Linked DNA regions of Rattus norvegicus: region 2 is linked to region 1. The links are chromatin contacts, called in public Hi-C maps. All regions are on one chromosome and are shown on one strand. Each heading gives the region's core, a stretch centred on a gene start, on an enhancer-like site or on the middle of the called end of the contact. The rest is flanking DNA. Distances are from core to core; before and after follow the strand shown.

Region 1 (6,837 bases), core at 2,091-4,590:
TCTATCAAAGGTCGTACAACACAGTCCGCCAAGCTTTGGCCCACTGACATTTTGAGTTAGATACTGCTTTGTTGTAGGCATTGTTGTGGATATCCCTCACCTCTACCAACTAGAGAGTAGTAGCAAGGCCCTCACTCTTTATTAAACCAAAATGTGCGATCTATCCGAGGTAAAACTTGCTCCTAGCTATAGACATACATATTTGCTATGAATCAGTCAGCCCACTAATTACATTAAATGTGGGGAAAGTTCAATATTTAATATTGAAGTTATGATAAATATCAAGAAATCCAATCCATAGATGTTAAATTTTATTTATTTATTTTTGCATCTCTGTGTGTGATTTTGGGCCTGCACGTGCGATACCGTGCATATGGAGACAGCTCATTTTCTCATTTCACTATATAGTGCTAGGGATTGAACTGGTGCCGATTGATGTTCAATTTAATTTTGTTTTAATTTGGAGGGTTTGTGGATACTAACATGGAATTCATTTTCTTCATGAATTCTGCATATAGTCTTAATTTCTCTAGTTGCTAAACATTCATAATTACCTGTGGTAATGGACTATACAGGCTGAGTTTCCCTAATCTGTAAATTTCAAATCCAAAATGCTCTGAAGTGTGAAAATTTTTGAATGTCAACCTGAGGTTCAAAAGTTTTATATTTTCATGTTCAGGGTGTCAGCTCTTAAGAGTTCATATCAATAACTCCATATTTGAAAAACTCTGAAATCTGAAACACTTCTCTCAAGCAGTCAGATGCGAGACACTCAACCTGTATTATTAGTATTAAAACAGTCAACCATTCTCTCTCTCTCTCTCTCTCTCTCTCTCTCTCTCTCTCTCTCTCTTTCTGTGTGTGTGTGTGTGTGTGTGTGTGTGTATGTGTGTGTGTGTACGTGTGCGCGCGCATGTGCATGAAGTCAGGAAAGTCATTTCTTCACTTGTTTAGAGTTCATTTGTTTACTAAATCCACACAACACTCTCTTAGGTAGTTATGAAGTTACAACTGGGAAGAACACAGCAGGCCAAAAGTGAATTGAATAACATAAACAAGGGACCATGTTGAAGGTTAACCAAGAGCAGTGCCTGTGAGTCTAACCTGACAACAATACAATAAAATATAATATCCCCAATATATACCTAATATCATCAAAGAATACCAAGGAAGTGCATTTGCTTATCAACAAATATTTATTGAGGACCCACTTTGTGGCACAGAACATTCTAGACTCTGAGAATAACCCTAATAGCAAACATGGTCCTCAGAAAGATATCGTTCTTCCAGAATAATTCTCATAGAAGAGAAGCTGGGTCTCTGGCTGGCTTCAGTGAGCAAATAAATGGCGTACAATTCCTAAAATACAAAGACAGAGCAACCCTGTAAATGTTTCCACATGCACACAGCCCAGTTTTGAAAATGAGCACAGGGCAGGTGCACATTGGCTGGTGGGTCTGAGAACCTTCAGTGGACATGCTTGAGGTGGGTCTTTAATGATGGAGCTTGATTCACATCGTACTAACTCAAAAAAAAAAAAAAAACCCACCCTTAGAATCACTATCTGCTTCATCCTCTCAGACCTTGTTCACAGTGCAAAGTCTTGGGTTCACTCCACACTTACAGGTTCAAAATCTTCAGAATAAGAATAAAAAATAGTTTTCCTTAAAAAAAAAATCCTTTCAGCCCAGCATGGTGGCACATGCCTTCAGTCCCAACATTCAGAAGGCAAAGGGAGACAGATCTCTGTGAGTTTGAGGCCAGCTTTTTCTGCATAATGAGTTCCAATCAAGGCAGGGCTACATAGCAAGACCATGTCTCAACCAAACAAAATAAGTAAGTAAGTAAGTAAACAAGCAAACAAGCAAACTCCCTTGAGGTCTCTATGAACATTAAAGTTTTGGTGGCACGGTATGTGTCTGGGTAGGCTAGGACATACAGTGACTTGAGCTGGTGAGAAATAGATACTAGATCTGGGCCTACCATTGGGAAGAACAGAGAATGCCAAGACTTGGGGGACTGTGAGTAAGGTAAAGTCAATGCCATCATTTAATATCTTTCTTCCATATAATAGAAGGTAGCAAGTGTCAGGGGGACCCAGACTGAACGTCTCAGATGCATTGCTTTTTAATTGCAATATTTGAGTCAAATATTTACTTGGCTGAACCTTTTGCTCTAGTTGTTCAATGGGGAGAAAGAAGTGTGACCCAAGTGATCTCTTGTCACAATAACTCTTTACAAAACACAGTGCATAAATTTTGGGCTCTCTGTCACAACAAAAAAGAAATCTATTAATAATAATCATGTTGATAATAACCAGATACTTTTCTTGGAGAAAAAAAATTATAAAAGAAAAATAATGTTTCCTGAGTGTGCCTTGGTTGCATAGGCTTCTAACAAACTTCAAGGTGAGTTCTCATTTTAAACGTGCATTTTGTCCTGTAACCTCATTAGCCCCTGTGTGTTCATATAGATGCTTCCCTGAGATTCCTGTGACTGGTATTATCACTGCCACTGTTGTGTTATTGGGTCCTCGAGAAAGGGTATGCCTCACTCCTGGAGTTGGACTTAAATTGGAAGAACGCAGGGAGTTGCAGAAGTCAAGGCGTTGTATGCTAAATTCAACTATCTATACTACAAAAGATTTAGTCTCATGCTCCTTGCGTCTGTAATCATTGTTAAGTTTTCTGCCGATACATGATCCCTTTTCCAATTTGTTTCTTTCACACGCGCAGAAATTGTGAGAAATTTCAGCCAGGCCATTCCACAACTGACAGCCTAAGGTAAGAACAGACTCAGGTTAAACTAACTTGAGGTTTGTCTAGGGGCAAGGAAGCTGAAAATTGCAAGAGAGAAGTAACTTAGGCACGAAAGAGCAGGTGTCTGGCTTGGTGGCCCCACCCTTGGCCAGGTGGGGGAGCCAAGCAAACTTTTGCAACTCCAGACCTCTGGGCGGCTACAAGCACCCTAGCCTCCCAAGCCTGTCTGCAACGTGGCCGTGTTCGTTCATCTGGGTCGCCCTCATATCCCCCACCCCACTCTCGCTCCCGCAAACTCTTCTGTTCTTTCTCCAGGACCAGTTATGTTCCAGGTTTTTCGATCCCGGCCTTCTGTTGCTCTCCGCAACCCCTGAGAGCCCCATGCTTCGCCAACTCTGACTACTTTAGCCAACCCGGTTTGCAGCTTGAAGCCTCAGCTCCCCTGACACCGCCCGGCAGCGGGGTGGAGGCAGGGCCAACTGCGGAACCGCCCCCGGCCGCCTCCCAGCCTAGGCGTTCGGGCGGGTTGCTGGGGCGCCTCCACCTCCTCTTCCTAAAGCGGCGAGGCGCAGCAGAGCCGCATCACTGGAGCCCAGGTCCCAGCCACTGCCGCACGCACAGCTCTGCATTCAGGAAGAGGAGCGGCACCGCAACTGTCCGAAAGCTAGGCGGGCGAGCGTCAGAGAGGTAAACTGAGTCCGGGAGAGCAGCGCCGCGAACCGCTCACCTCCCCGCAAGGAGGGCGCAGTGGGGGAGTGGAGGCTGCAAGCACCAGCCCACTAACTCCACTTCTCTGCGTCCCTCCAGGCCCCGATCGAGAAGCCTGGGAGAGCTGCAGAGCTACCCCCGTAGGAGGAGCCAGTCTGTGCCCCAGGAGCCACCACCGCAGAAGCAGCGCGAAGTAGCAGCCGCCTCCATGGCCCACTCACCGGTGGCTGTTCAAGTGCCCGGGATGCAGGTGAGGAAGCCCAGGCCTTCCCTGCCGCCCACGTGACTGCCCCAGAGCCCCGCTTTGGGCACGGGGCACCGGGGGACCAGGGGCAGCCACGGAGCAAACCTGAAGGCAGGGCCGGATCTCTCACCAGGTGACCCCTAAGTGAAGCTCGAGGTGTTTTCTGGCGTCCTGGCTAGAAGGTGTTTTGCTTGGGAGAGATTGGGGTGACCGAGAAGCAACAGAAAATGGGGGTTGGGGTTGGCGCGCGGGGGTGAGGAAGGGGGGGCACGTACAAAAATAGGCCAGAACCTTAGGCACCTGTACTTGTTGGCTTGTTAATCGTGGCACAGTTGAGGACTCAGAGTGGGGGAGTCCCAGAACTTAACCTAGTTGAGATGAAGGCATCTTGGACTATGTGGGTTAAAACACCCAAGCAGTGCCCCACACGGTACACACAGAAGTTGGGGCGGAGCGAGACCAGGAGTGGTGGTGGCATTGAGTTGGGTGCTTCCTATGTGCAAAGGGAGAAGAGCAAGATGACTTCTTTTTCCCTTTCGGTGCCATTTACAAGCAAACTTCTATGTCACTCCCCTACCTAGCCCAGTGGGCAGTGCTATGAGGAATGTGGCATCCTGTTCTGAGGTGAGGACTGCTCAGGCCCTTCGCCTTGTCTGTCTGCTAAGGTGGTTGGTATTTAAGCTTTTGTTCATTGCAAAGGAAAAAGTGTGGGACCCAACTTCTTACTCAAAGGCTATGCAGTTCTCCTTCCACTATATTATCATTTCATTAAAGAAAAGTTATGTCAACAAATGTTTTACACATCTCGTTTTTTTAACCACTCTAACATTTTAAAGCATTTACTTGTGGGGTACCCCCCATGGTCACCTAAACAACCCTTTATAAGTAATAGATTAGAGGCTAAAAACACTAAAAATGGGTTCCTTATGATATTCTAAATATGCTAAGTCAAATGAATTATTTCAAGTTATAATTATAATGTCGAGAGCCCTGCATAGCCTATGCTTTTATTAGGAATCAAAACGTGGTAGATTGGAGTCTCAGCCTCCTGCCTCGTGCATGGATTCCATCGTTTGCCTTGGAAATTGGTCTCATTTTTATTCATGATAACAAAGGTGATTTTTAAAATATCCTTTCTCCTCAAAGGGGCCATGTGTACATCTATCCTGCGTTTAAGGACAGGTCTGGGTTGAGACTCAAGAAGGGGAAGGAAAGCAGTGAAAAGGAGAGTTGGGCTTTTAATGGCATTAACCCATTTAAGTTTTTCCTAGGGTCCCAAAGTTTTTTTGCTCATGCACTCTCATTCTCTGGCTCTCTTTTCCATAGCTACTCTGTCCCACACCCCATTCATTCAGTGCTAGCTTTGCCTGTATCTGGACAAGTAGTAGTTTGCAATAGGAACTTTTGCTCTGATCTGGAACAGCATGTGAGCATTTCCCTTTGTGCACAGCTTTCTATTATGTGGAGAAGTCGAAGTTTACATATGGTTGCTGCTTGAGGGCTCCATGCTTCTCTCTCCATTGTGAGCAGGCGCCTGCCTGCCTGCAGCCACACTGGTGCATCTCCTTCATCAACTTTGTGCGATTCTGGGGAACTCTGTGTGCTCAGGAGAAAAGAGTTTCTGCTCTTTATTTCATTTGCCCTGACTTTATTTGATTTATGTGGTTTCTGGTCTTTATTTAATTTGTTCTGACTTTATTTGATTGAGATGGTTTGCGAACTGCTCGCTGTTCAGCATTGGCGTATGGCTCGCTGCTTTGTTTAATTATGTGAGCTGGCTATCTCTTGGAGGTTTAGATCTTAATTAAGGTGGGTTGAAGTGTGAATCACAGATTTGGAATCATCAACTTTGCCTTGCGTCGTATGCTTTCCCAAAGTTGTTCATTTGTCAAGCAAGCCTTAGCGATACAGGGGTACTCATCTCACACCTAGCAAAGATTATTGATTATTGTTCTGCCACTTTTCCTCTAAGTGAAATAGCACATTCTCCAATTATTTTCATTTCTATTTCTAGATGTAGTTCTTAAGCACTTGCTGTGACCTTTACAAAAAACACAACTTTTCCATTTTTAAAATTATACAGGGACCTAAAACACATTTATAGCATGCAGTGTGACCCTTGAGCCTAAAGTAGGTTTGTTTCCTTTTCCAAAAACTATAATGTAAAAATATATTCTGAGATCATAATAGCTTCCTAGAGTTTTGTTAGAGTTAGGAGCAAGCAACTTTTAGGTTGTTTAACTAGCAAGAAAACTTGATTTTGCCATGTGTTCTTTAAATTAATGTTTCCCCAAGTCACGGTGAAGTGATTGACTGGCCCATACATTTTTAACTGTTTATGTTGGAGAGTTATGAAGATTGATGGGAAAAAATGAGTTTTCCAGAAATTAAAGGGGAAAATGACTTTCTCCACAATGTTTTCCTCCCTCTGAGCAGAGATGCAGTGCATAAACAGAGCTACCTGCTGTCTCACCCAAGTCTTCAGCATTGCTTACTTTCAAACAAAGACATTCTTGTTGCCACTAGTTTAAAATGTAAAAGAAAGTTGCAGTGAAGGAAGAAACCCCAGGACTTGGTCCAATTCAAACTCATCCTTGTGAAATTAGTTCCTCAAAACATATATTGTTGATATTTCTCAATGCTGTACTGAACATTTTTGCCCTACTACACCCAATGTCGAGGACATGATTTTTTTTGTATTTAATTTGTGTATATTTCATGTTTATAATGAAAGGGATTTTCCATTCAAGGAGCTTTTCTCTTGAACCACATTTAAAGTACAACCTTAACAAGGTAATAAACCAATAAACTGTCTTTCCACCCAAATCTTTACTCTTTAGTGATTTAAAATCTGTTTTTGACTTTGAAGTTGTCAGTTAAAAATATTTGAAAGTTTATTTCCCTTAAAGCTTAACATTAGTGTTTTAAAATAAATATTTACATATTTGTCATTTTCAATCTTTCCTAACATTTAGGTAAGAGAAAAAGTTAGATGTTCAACCAAATTTAAAATGTTATTGTGTTTCGTATGCTTTACATGGTATGTACTAGTAAAGAAACATTTTTTGCTTAAAAGAATTCTAAAATTATCTCTCTTATACCTTTAACTGTGAAAAGGGTGGTACA
Region 2 (6,837 bases), core at 1,123-3,622, 190 kb after region 1:
CATAGGACTGCGGCATGTATGTAACTCCTAGTCATTTAGCAAGAGGGCTTAAGGGAAAATATTTTAGAGGCAAGGAGAGAGGGAGAAGAGGGAGAAAGGGAGGGGAGGGGAGATGGAAGAGGGGAGAGGGAGAGACAGACAGACAGACAGACACCGCCTAATGCTTAGAAACCCAGTTTTAAGATTCATAGTCATAAATATTTCATTTTACATTGGTTACTGTGTTTAGCCTTGTAATAGCAAGCAACTGTGGTAAAAGTGAACTCAGCCCAAGAAGGCCAATGCATCTGGAGTCTGGGTGAGAAGTCATACGTGTCTTCTCCCATGTTTGCTTCCCTTCTGATTTGCTCACACATGTATTGCATGGAACTAACTGTAGCTAATTCCTAAAGATCAGAGCATTAGCTACTTTTCAGTTATATCAATTTCTGAAGAGAATGGTTTTGCTATAGGAATATTATAGGGTTAGGCCAGCATTGCCTATTTTTTTTTAATTTTGTAACTTAAGAGTTGACTTAAATATAAATATGTATTTGACTAATTACAGTAAACAAAACATTCTCACACACAGGTCAAATATACCAATTCAGTCTTCTCTGAATTGTTAAGTTGCTTTTCTGCGTTTCCTTCTGGAACAAGTTTAGCTACGAATACCAACTTTTGCCTCAAAGGAATCTGACTCTCTGCTGAAACAATGCCACAGTCCCACACTCCATATTTATGTCTATAACAGAGAGGATACAGTGGAAATCTTATGAAACACCTCTGAAAAGACCAGGAGAGTCTGATGATAGAAAAACAAATCTTAGGATGCCTTAGCAAGAAAATACCTGTCAAATAATACCCTTAGCACTTTCTGAGGGAAATGCTTATAGGACTTTTGTGTGGAATGTGACTCTACCTAAAATGTTCTTTAGAGTTATTTGCCCAGAACTTAGACTCTTTACAAAGAAGTTCTTGAAGTTGTTGTATAAGGTTACCAGAAAAATTCATACATAGCACTTTAACTTCAACTCCCAAAGAATGTGAAACTAGCATACTACTGGCTAAGGCACTTAAGATTTCTTAAGTAAGCAACATTAAGTGCATACCTTTAAACGCTGAAAAAATATATATCCGTTTCCTAAATCAATGGAGGTCAATATAACGGGTCAATATAAGGTCATTTATTTTCAAGGAATAAATAGCAACAATTAGTGCATCTCTTAAAATAACATTAACTTCAGTCTGTTTCCCAGTGAAGGATGGAGGGATTTTTCTAAAGCAACTGGACCAGATCCAGGTTGGCTACCCCACTGGGATAGGAAATCTGCACGCGCTCAGCGTTCCCAGTCCCACATATTTTCTTTAAGTATAGGCTGTGATGGCAGCAACGATATGGATCGACGGGAGAAAAGGAGAGTCATCCTGGCTTTCTGTTGGTTATGAATCCCAGGTACTAGTCTTTTCAGACTAGCAACTTCCCTTTCAGCTGCATTCCCCCAAGAAAAATGCCAAGAAAGCAGGACTCGCATGTATTTTGCACTACTGAGATTTAGATTCAAGCTGAGGAACTTAGGAGCAAGAGAGAAGGGGAGGAAGGAAAAGCAGGTACACAGGTTTTAGCTGTGTGTAAGAGAGGATGGACTTCAAACCTCCCATCGTGCTCCACACTTGAGGTTATCTCCGAAATGTTTTGTTGAACTCGTTAATCAATACTTGTTGAAGTGAATAAGCAACTTCAGGTTGTACCATAGGGCTAAAAAAAAAACAGGCTGACCTATTTCGTTTTCACTTTTCTTTTCCTTAAAAATAACTTTAAAATATTTGTCGATGTGCGTTACTCTAGCACTCTCTACAGAAACAATCCAGTGCCTTCCCATACCATGCCAAACTTTCAAAAGCCAAACGCACTCATTAACGCACAGCTCAAGCAAATCAGAAGTACATGTAGGATTACCACACCCCCCTTCAAAGAAATTACAAGACTTGGTTTGATTACCTGAAAAGACTGTTGATTAACCAAACTATACACCAGGATGAAACCTTGGCCGTTTTTGATGTACAGATCTCTCATGGAGGCAAACTGCTCTGTTCCCGCGGTGTCCAGAATTTCCAGTACTGACGGAGAAGAGTCCACTTCGATCTCTTTGCGGTAGAAATCTTCAATGGTGGGGTCATATTTCTCAATGAAAGTCCCGGTGACAAACTGCACAGTGAGGGCAGATTTGCCAACCCCTCCGCTCCCTAACACCACTACCTTGTATTCCCTCATGAGTCTCACCTTCACCAACTCCTTACCCAAGGGGGGAAAAATAACACCCCGCTAGCTGCGCTGCGGCAAGGCCAGGCGGAAGGTGGGCGGAAATGTGCGAACTGGGGAGGAGAGTGCGGAGAGGCGGAGGGCCCAACCGAGGACGAGGAGGAAGTTACAGGAGGGGGAGGGGAAAAGAGCCAAGTGTCGGGTGGGTGGGGATGGGATGCTGATGCCCTTCCTATAGGAACCCAAGGCGGCCCGGGGGGCGTGGGGAGGAGGGATCGCCGGCGAGCGGCCGAGCGAGGGTGGGGAGCCGCCGCGCACCCCAACGCGGGAAGGGGCGGGGGCTTCGCGGCCGGGGGCTGCCCGCCACCCCTCCCCCGCCCAGCACACAAAGGGGCCCGGGGTCCCCGCTTCCTGCTGGCGCCGCTGCCGAGCCGGCCCAAGGCCTCCGGGCCCCGCCGCGCTCACTGCCGCCGGGGCGGGGTCTCTGGGTCCCCGGTTCCCTCGGGGCTCGTCCGGCCTGCAACGAGGGGAGGGGGAGAAAGGGCGCGCGTTAGGAGTCGCCTGACCTCCACACTGGCGCCCGGAGTCGCCACCTCTGCCGCCGCCTTCCCTGGAGCCGCTGCCGCCGCTTACCCTGCTGTCCACAAGCTCCCAGCCGCCCAGGAGGTTCTGTCAAGACAAGGCCATGGCCACCGGGCCGCCCTGGCCTTGCTGCTAGCGGACGGACGGGGAAGGGGCGGGGGCCGTCCGGCGGCGGCGGCGGCCGCAGGGACTCCAGTTGAACCCACCTCTTTTTTTCCTCACCCACCCCCCACCCCCCACCCCCAGCATAAACCCGGAAGGGTTTCCCTGACACACTGGTTGAGGTGCCCCAATTCCCCGAGACTGGACGCGTTCACTTCCGGTGGGGAAAGTCCCACCTCTTCTTCAGGGCGAGCCGGGTGGCGCTAGGGCCGCGCCCTGCGGAGCGAGCCAGGCGGCCCGGCCCGGTTACAGGTCGGGGCAATGGCCTTGAGAAAGGGCGCTTCGGGGAAACCTACAGCTCCAGTGCCTTCACGCCTGAAGCGGTTGGCCGGTTTGCTCGATCCCGGGCCCGCCCAAGTCCCTCAGCTTCTAGGTGTCCAGCAGCTGCTTCTGAGGACCTGGTTCCCTCCTTAGCCCGAGGCCCTCAGCCAATAATGTAGCTGCTGAGAGAACACCAAACATCCCTAGGCTGGAAGTTGCTAGGAAAATAAAACAGTTTAGGAAGTTGAATCTCTTTACTATTATTTCTTTCCACTTGATATTTTTTCCGGAGCAATGTATGCAAAGGAGTCTTAGAGTTGACTTGGGCTCTTGATTTTTGACGGTGCTGTTTTAGTCATGTATGACACTGTACTTTATCAATTAGCACATCTGCCTCACCTCCCTCAGCACACCCGAAACTCTTTTTTTTTTCTGTTTTTTTAAATCACAAGGCTCAAAGGGATCAGCATTAGAAGAAGATTTTATAGTGGACTATTCAGTTTTGTTCCAACTATTTCCAACTAGTACACAGCAAAAAAGGTAACCAGTATTGAAAGGTGACTGCAAATGGTTAGGCCTGTGGAATAATTTCATTTAATCTTTTCATCATCTGCACCGTGTAACACACTGCCCACCCGGCTGGTCCACAGTGAAGCTTTGTTTTAAAGGCCATCGTTCATAGCCTTGAAATTCAAAAGCAAATAATAACTCTAGTGTTAAACTAAATTCTATTTTTAGAAAAAATTGTTACTGCTAACTTTCTATTTGTAAACTTCATGTCAGATCCATGGGGCCACCTGGCTGGACAGTATTTGGGGCTTTTCACCCTCTCTTTATCTGAGCACATTCAGAAACCTGAGAGAATCTCTGACCAGCCCAGTAAAAGTGACTCTACATTTCCTTATTCGCAAGCCCTAATGACCGAGCTGGATAGAGAGATGTAGTACCCAATCCGAAGTGCTAGGCATTGGAAGATAGGCGAATCAGAGAAGTGTGAAATCCCACTGGCCCTGGTCAGTATTCCCCAATGTCACTTACAGTAGTCAAAAGACAGCTTAGTTCAGTTTTCTCCTCGGTCGGTCTCAAGCTGGTGCAGTCTCTCCAGCGAAGTGTCTCTGTCTCCAGCTAGCCTAGGTCCTGCCTGACATCCGAGGCACTCCCTCTGCTGGCAGAGCTTTGGCCTGTGAGGTTTCAGTCTCCCCATAGGTCACTGTTCCTTCCACACGTGCTGTTGCCAGATTTGGAGCTCTGCTGCTCATCTCCCAGTCTGGCTGTCTCCAGACTGTCTGGTGGAATCCACAGCCCTTCGCCAGCCATGCTTATAACTGAGTGTGGAAATTCCTCTTCTGATCCAGCTAGCAGTGAGCAGTCAAAGCAAGGCTGTGCTCTTTCACCAAACTTTCAAAGCATTTCTTTTTGAGGCCATCTCACCTGTTGGCAACTTGAATTATCTCTGCTTCGGCCTCAATGAGGAGAAAGGTCTGCTTTTGCGTGTACTGAAACATCCTCTTCCAAACAGTAGAGCCCCACTGAGCCACTCAGCACTACTGGATGGATGGATGTTAGACACAGTCTGAAGATACTTTCCTTGTAAGGAAGGGCATTGGCTAATTAATTCCACCACTCGTTAGGAAGTTAGACTTGGAAGTTACTTCAATTACAATTTACTTCAGATCATGTTTAAGAGCTTGGTATTTTTCAAAAATTGAACACAGTGTAATTTATAGGTCCAAGGAAACTTTTTTTATATGTTGGTTTGAAAAGATGGCCTGTGGCGACCTGAAAGAGAACAATAGTGCACAAATTCATAGTTGCTTTCATTTTGTAAAATATATGAGTGTGATACAGCCTTTGACTTGGACACAAAGCCATTAATTATGGAGTATTTTGAGGGGACTTATATTTTCCAAATGATTTTTTTAAAACAAGAATTTGAAACTATCATAGCTAAGGAAGTGACCATAATCTTTTAATTTTTATATTATTATTATTATTATCATTATTTACATATGCATGCATGGTGTGTGTGTGTGTGCGCACACACGCGCACGCGCGTGCATGGAGGTCAGATGACCATAGGGAAATTGGTTCTCTTCTCCATCTTGGATTCCTGAGATCAAACTCAGGTTGCCAGGCTTGTAGCAAATGTCATTGCCCACTGAGCCATCTTTCAGGCCCTAACGTTGTTAATGTTTGAAAGGAGTAAGTAAATAAAATTGTTAATCACCACTTCATCAAAAAACCATCTCCCAAACATTTAGGGACTGGTCTGTCCAATTAAAACAAACTCCAACCTTCTGCCTGCCTCTCTGGACAGCTCTATACTTAGAAAAGTATTTCTCATGCATTATCTGACGAGGGTCCAGTTGTTCACCAGCATACTCTCAATAGGCAGGGAGGGTGTAAAGACAATTTAAAAGAGTTCCGCCTGGCAGTTGAGAATCTGTGCTCTGAATGGTACATTCAAATTGTAGCTCTATAGCCATCTATCCGTACGACCTTAAGAGATTCTGTGGCTCTGAGCCTGGAGCTCCTCACCTGTAAAAGGGAGATAAGAGTCTGACAAGGGAATGAAGTGAAGTCTTAGAGGTAGCAGATGTGCACATTCCCCTTGAACATTACAAAGCTTCAACACATACATTTGATGTTTGTATAAAAATTTAATGGTGCTGTTGATGTAGCTCAGGTGCTAAAGACATTGTCTGGTATGCATAAAACCCTGATTTGGATCGGCAGCACCCCATACTACCAGACTTAGTGGCCCATGTCTGTAATGCCAGTACTTGGGAAGTGGAAGCAAGAGGATCAGAAGTTCAAGGACATCTTGAACTAGTTGAGTTTGAAGCCAGCTTTGAACACACAAAACACCACTTTTTTTAATGCTAATAAAATAAAAAGTGAAAAAATGGTAAGGAAGAAACCTTTAAAGGCCTAATATGTCCAAATGATACACAAAATGCAATCTCTGTTGTATAATGCTAAAAGCTTCTTGTGTTTTGTTTCAAGGTAAAACAATTTTTTACATGCTAATGTGTCTGTGAATCCACTTCTTATGCACATATTTTAATAAAATTAATATTCACACTATATATTCTGCACCTTAATATTTTGTACTTAATACACCTTGATCGATTTTCCCTTTTTAGAGCATGTAAGTTTTATTTTCCTTTTAGTTTCTTATTTCATCTGTTGCTATATCAAATAAACCACCTTTCCCCTGAATGACAATCTTTGTTTCCAGTTCCTTGCACTGAATGGCTCATGCAAATATTAATCTTCAGGGTGAACTTCTAGTTGTTCAAGAATGGAAACAAAGGGTATTTGCACATAAAATTCTTTGGGAAAATATTACCAAGTTATTCTTCCACAGTTGTATGTGAAATCAAGGTGCAGAATAGAGTAACTATTAATTTAATTTTAAAATGCGTGTGTAAGAAGTGGATTCCTGTGAATCCACTAGCATGTGGATACTCACCAGTGAAATATGGCCATGTTACTTTCTTTGTAACTTCATCCTATGTATTACTAAGTTTAGCATTTTATGAATATTGTTACTTGTTTTCAAGTATCTATAAGATTGAAATATGCAG

What was found. A called contact is a pair of places that touch in the nucleus more often than the background predicts.
Region 2: a Hi-C map of mammary epithelial cells shows a contact between it and region 1, with 2.0 times the contacts expected there. The contact joins the promoter of Rap2c here to the promoter of Stk26 in region 1.

The regions. Positions count from the first base shown.
Region 1 is chrX:135,206,046-135,212,882 of GRCr8, forward strand. Stk26 (serine/threonine kinase 26) reads left to right here and starts at 3,341. Exons shown (of 12, transcript NM_001191736.2): 1 at 3,341-3,446; 2 at 3,567-3,717. The coding sequence starts at 3,676.
Region 2 is chrX:135,399,626-135,406,462 of GRCr8, forward strand. It overlaps Rap2c (RAP2C, member of RAS oncogene family), which reads right to left and starts at 2,373. Exons shown (of 3, transcript NM_001106950.2): 1 at 1,982-2,373. The coding sequence starts at 2,254.